Linked DNA regions of Mus musculus: region 2 is linked to region 1. The links are chromatin contacts, called in public HiChIP or PLAC-seq maps. All regions are on one chromosome and are shown on one strand. Each heading gives the region's core, a stretch centred on a gene start, on an enhancer-like site or on the middle of the called end of the contact. The rest is flanking DNA. Distances are from core to core; before and after follow the strand shown.

Region 1 (2,700 bases), core at 191-2,690:
CTGAAACTTTTAAGGGATCAAAGTGCCATATTTGGTCCTAGATCCAGTACAAATTTCCAGACCCTCAATGCCTAGATTCTTTACCAGTCAAGTGACAGTAGTAATTATGCACACTGTTTTATTGTTTGTTCCTAGGATTAGCCAAGTTCACTCATGTCGAGCGTTTGTGTGTAGGGAAAGGACAACACCTGGTAGCAGTTCTTATTCATACTTTTGAGTGGTGACTTTTTTTTTTTTTTTTTTTTTTAAAGATTTATTTATTTATTATATGTAAGTACACTGTAGCTGTCTTCAGACACTCCAGAAGAGGGCGTCAGATCTTGTTACAGATGGTTGTGAGCCACCATGTGGTTGCTGGGATTTGAACTTCAGACCTTCGGAAGAGCAGTCGGGTGCTCTTACCCACTGAGCCATCTCACCAGCCCTGAGTGGTGACTTCTGTTGCCCGTAGGGTGACCTCATGCCAACTCATCAACAACAAGGCTGCTCCGCGAGTGGCTTGATGATGACTGAGCTGAGTCAGTCCACATTGTAGTCTATTAGTTTTCCCCAAGCTGTTTTTCGGACAGAGCTGGTTTCGCTGAGTCCTCTTAAAGCCAACAAAAGGATTAGCATTGCTCCTAGGTCCCAGAGAACTCCCAGGTAAACAGAGTGGCAGTGGTTCACTCTCAGTGTCCTTTCGGTGTGCCACTTTGAATGCGGAAATGCTCACTCCCTGACAGGATGCTGGCCCTGGCCTCTAACTTGCTGCCTACCACACAGAGCCACTTCCGCCTTCAGGAGAGTGCCTGAGAAAGAGGCTTTGTTTCCTGCCTGGTTCTCCAGGGACTGAGAACCACAGACTGCTGACCCAGGACATCACAGAATCCTCCGCACACCAGGAATTTGAGGTTGGTTTTGGCAATGGCCCTATTTCTAGAACAATCGTGGTGACAATGTTCGCTGTGGTGGAAGATCTGAAGCTGTGTAGACAGAAGCAGGCGGGCCACAGTTACAGGCCTTACTGTATCATTTACCAGCTGGTCACTCGGACCATCCATGTCTCTACTGCACAGTGACAATTAGCATCCCTTCGAGCACTGGGGAAAGGTCTCTGAATGTTTGGAAAGGTCGGAGACAGCTACCTTCACCTAGAGTCCTCCCTGCCTGGTTCTGGCCTGACAATGGATAGTGCTCCCATGCAGGAAAGTAGGAACCCAGGAGGTGGTGCCAAAGAGACACTGGCTGAAAAGCAGTCCTTTTTCCTGTCCCTGGAAGGCTCTGTCCCTCTTTAGATGCACAGACCTCATTCACAAGGAATTCAAAAGGAGAATCGAGGTTTCTGCGCAGGTGCGGGAGGTAATGCCACGTGGTGGAATGGAAGACGCCAGGAAGAGGATTAGCTCGAATTCGCCCCCACTCCCACCCGAGCCTCATTGTTTTCCAGACTCGGGTCCCTATTCAAATGCAAACACCAGGAGGCGCCTTTGCATTGTAGCCCAGAGCACTGGGTAAGATTGACAAGCAGCTGTTGGTTAGTCAGAATAAGTTAAAAGGAGTGGATACAGGAGGAAGGGACATAGGGGACTCTGGCCAAATGGGCCAGTAGCTGCTGGTGCGTTATATTCATTTTTGAACAGAGTTAGCTCTTCCCACAGGTGACGGTCTGCTCTCCAGCCTAGCTCTGGTGAAGGGTCAGGGATATAACATCCTCTAAACCCGAGCCAGCTGTCTGATGGAATTGAACTCTGCCCCTGAGTGGCCTGTACCAAGCCTCAACCTCTCTGAAAAGAAAACGAGAATAAGAACACCTTGCTACATAAAGTTGTAAGGATGACTATTCATAAGCACTTAAGCATATGTTTGCCTTCAATGTGTTGTTTGTTTGTTTGCTTTTTCTAGAAGTGTGTTCAGTTACACCCGCCAAGGACATGACTTCAAGTCTATTAAAAACCAGAGAATCTAATGCATAATAGTACCTGGCTCTGTTTCCTGGAGTGGAGAAGGGCCTGCACAAAAACTCATTGAATCCAAATAAAGTCTAGCTTAAACAATACTATTACCAATGTCAATTTGTTAGGGGTTTTGATAGGATCATCACTATGAAGGCCTTAAACTTTCTCTCAGTCCTTCTACATTAGTCCCCTGAGTAGTGAGGTCAGAGGTGTGTGCACAATCACGCCAGGTTGATTAGTTTTAATAACGTTCTGTGGAAAGGCTCGAGAGCAGGAGATAGTATGACACAGGTGCTTATGGGAAAGTGGTGGTGTGAAGCTTAATGGGTAACACTATTTTATTTAAATATTTTTATATATAATACATTATTGTTTAAGTGGTATTGTGTCACATGGACTAACAATGCTTCTCCTAGGAGCCATAGATTCCTTGACAAATAACCCAGAGCCATGAGAAGCATCCCTCTGTGTTGCTGGTCAGAGGACTTCAGGAGACCCCAAAACAAATATAGGCTATTGCCATCATACTTGGTTTTCTCTCAGAACTTGAAGGTAAGACCCTCTTCCTGAAAACAACACATATGGGACTTGAAGAAATAGAAGTGGAATTGACCTGGAGCCCATGTCCCTAAGGGCAAATCCTCCCTGAAGGGTAGTCCTCCTCCCAGAAGGGTAGTCCTCCTTCCTGAAGGCTAGACCTCCCCTTTGAAGGCTAGTCTTTCTCCCTGAAGGCTAGTCCTCCTCCCTAAGGCTAGTCCTCCTCCCT
Region 2 (2,700 bases), core at 70-2,569, 420 kb after region 1:
GGGAGAGAGGGAGAGGAGAGAGAGAACCCTGAGTAATACAAGTGTCCTTCCAGAAGGAAGGAGAAATGAACTTGGTAAATGTAGGAATGGTTCCAATTAACAGAGTGTAAGACCATGGTATCTTCTGGGCTTCATCGTCCCACAGCTGGATGTTCTCAAGTATGCCGAAGCTTGTCCAATTTGATTAAACTGGCAAATCCTGTACCTGTCTCACCACTGTGACTACACATTCCTGTTGATCTCGATGCCACTCATTGCCCTGGAATACTGGGTCATGAGTAGACATCTTCCACTTTCTCAGAGACATGTGACTTTCAATTCCAGAACACAGGCATACTGGATAAACTAAGTCATTCCAGTACTATCTCAATCACTTTTCTTAAAAAAACAAAACAAAAACCAAAAAACAAAAAAATAACAACAACAACAACAAAACCCACACACCAAACCAAAACAACAACAACCTGTATCGTGTGTGCTTCTATGTCTGTGTACCATGCATGCGTATGCCTGGTGTATGCATGTGCGCTCCTCTTCTGGCATCTTCTGGAGCAGATGGTTGTAAGCTGCCGTGACGGTGGAGGTCCCTTAGAAGAACAGCTAGTGCTCTTGACCACTGAGCCATCTCTGCAGTGCCTATCACCTATGCTAAGCCAGTTCTTGTACTACCGAGGGATAGTTTGCAAGTTTTATCCATGTAAGGACTGCATCTCTCATATATGTATATACGTGTGTGTTTATGTGTATGTGTATGTGTGTGTGGGTGTGTGTGTGTGTGTATTTCCTGGTACTTACATTGCTCATGCTTAATAAAGTAAATCATAAAACTGCAAATTCTTAGTTTTTTAAGCTTTAGTTTAACTAAACAAAGTAATAAGGCTTAGTGGTAGGACAGGCTTGGGTCTAAACGTCTCTACTGTCTCTACTGATGGCATGTTCATTTACTTAACCTTTCTGACTTTCCACTTAAGTGTAAAGGGAAGTTTTCCTCCGGGAGCCAAGAACCCTTGTTATGGGGTAGATGTTAATAACTCATTACAATGGATCCACTGTGCTCTTCCACAGGGCGGTTCCTTTTTAGGAGTTTATGTCAAACTAGGAAACAGCCATTATTAAAGCTACTGACGGTCGGTCCGGTCGTTTGCAGCTCCAGTTTGGCCCCAACCGACTTTTGCATTCAGTGGCTGTATCAGAAGGGTCAAGCCTTCAGGATTGTTCTACACATCAAACAGATCACAGCCAGGAGGAACCATCAAATCCAGATAGCTACAAATCCAAGAGTAAAAACAATTCTTGTTTTATGTCGGCATCCAAGAGAAACAGAGCTGTCAGCGTGCCAGTGGGTCAGCTGAGGCAATCAAAGGCACTCACTGTTCTTTTTAACCAACTGTTGAAGCTCTTTTATTTGAGCAGAATTTATAGTGACTCCATTGACCATTTCAGACATTTAAACACAGCGTATCATTTGGGTTTGGGTTCTGTTTTCTATTGTTATTGGATTTTTTTACTTTGAAAACACTGGAGTCACAATGTTGCTAATTGCATTTTAGAAAACACGAGATGCCCTCCAACCTGTGTTCTCGAAACTATAAAAAGAGCACCAGTGGCAGCAACACTGCTTACAAGACATTTATTTTGAAATAGAAATCTGTGCTTTTGTTATTTAACCAATATTTTGGAACAGTATCAAACTGAAACATAGTTATGAAACCATCTGGTGCCTCCATTTTCAGATTATCATAAGCTGTTAACCCAAGAGTTAATGGGCAGAAAGGAATGCGGTGAAAAGACAGACTAAGGCGCCGGTGCGCCCATTGCTTTCAGTGTTTGGATAGACTGGTACACAGTGGTTTGAACTTGTCTTACTTCAAGCTTTTATTTTAAAATATTGACTTTGTTTTAATAGCCTTGTAAATTAATACAATTAGAGAATTTCAAATAAAATATTTTTGGCAGCTTACCATGTTCTTTTGAAAAAAAAATCAGAACTAGTTTTGATTGAAGATAAAATCTAAAATCTCAGCTCCTACTACCATCCACACAATTTGAAATTGTAAAAAATAGAGGCAATAGACTTGACTTTTGAATTAAACTTTTCATCATAATAAACCTATTTGAATTTCTCATATCCTTTAAATATTCAAGAACTTCCATAAATCTAAACACTTGTGGAGAAATCTTGGACATTTAATATCCTGTAATATGAACACCCTGCTATTGTTTTGGCTGTCAGAATGTAGCAGGAGTCTGACTGGCTCCAGTTCTTCATGTTCAGAATCAAAACAAGAAAACTCTGGGGCTTTACAGTAAAATGTCCCGAGTCATCCATTCTCAGAAAGGAAGAGTCTTGGCAAACATCTGTTGTACGCTTGGATACTTTTAAACAGTGTTGAACTCATTGTATCAAAAATTTTGTTGTAGGATCTTATCTGTAGACATAATTTTATGTGTTTACTTTGGAGAATGTATGGGCTAGCATTTTAAAACAAGTTTTAAAGAATAAATATGCACCAAGTTTTGTGTTTTCTTTCTCTCCCTCCCTCCCTCCCTCTCTCTCTCTCTCTCTCTCTCTCTCTCTTTCTTTCTTTCTTTCTCTCTCTCTTTCTCTCTTTCTCTCTTTCTTTCTCTCTTGTTTTCTGTTTAGAGTATCAAAGTCCTCTCTGAAATTTAAGCCACCCCATAATTGCCAAGAATTGTCTC

The links. HiChIP or PLAC-seq counts read pairs in DNA pulled down with a chosen protein or histone mark.
Region 2: an H3K27ac HiChIP or PLAC-seq map of stem cell-derived neural progenitor cells shows a contact between it and region 1, with 4 times the contacts expected there. The contact joins two enhancer-like sites. A contact is called at or near these places in 3 of 115 datasets of contacts at active chromatin or transcription factors (embryonic stem cells, neural progenitor cells and stem cell-derived neural progenitor cells) and 1 of 9 other capture datasets (embryonic stem cells).

Annotation. Positions count from the first base shown.
Region 1 is chr2:105,615,146-105,617,845 of GRCm38.p6, forward strand. The region is part of intron 1 of Pax6os1 (paired box 6 opposite strand 1); the gene reads right to left. It overlaps Gm35946 (a long non-coding RNA gene), which reads left to right. Exons shown (of 5, transcript XR_866617.2): 2 at 723-890; 3 at 1,638-1,806; 4 at 2,351-2,486. Among named protein-coding and RNA genes, the nearest start is that of Gm35946, 5.0 kb to the left of the region's middle. Within about 2 kb of position 1,441, at least 35 of the 459 cell types and tissues checked have an H3K27ac peak or open chromatin away from gene starts, as enhancers often do. A contact at or near this core is called in neural progenitor cells and stem cell-derived neural progenitor cells, where this site is marked.
Region 2 is chr2:106,037,137-106,039,836 of GRCm38.p6, forward strand. It overlaps the pseudogene Gm9342. Among named protein-coding and RNA genes, the nearest start is that of Dnajc24, 35 kb to the left of the region's middle. Within about 2 kb of position 1,320, at least 14 of the 459 cell types and tissues checked have an H3K27ac peak or open chromatin away from gene starts, as enhancers often do. A contact at or near this core is called in neural progenitor cells and stem cell-derived neural progenitor cells, where this site is marked.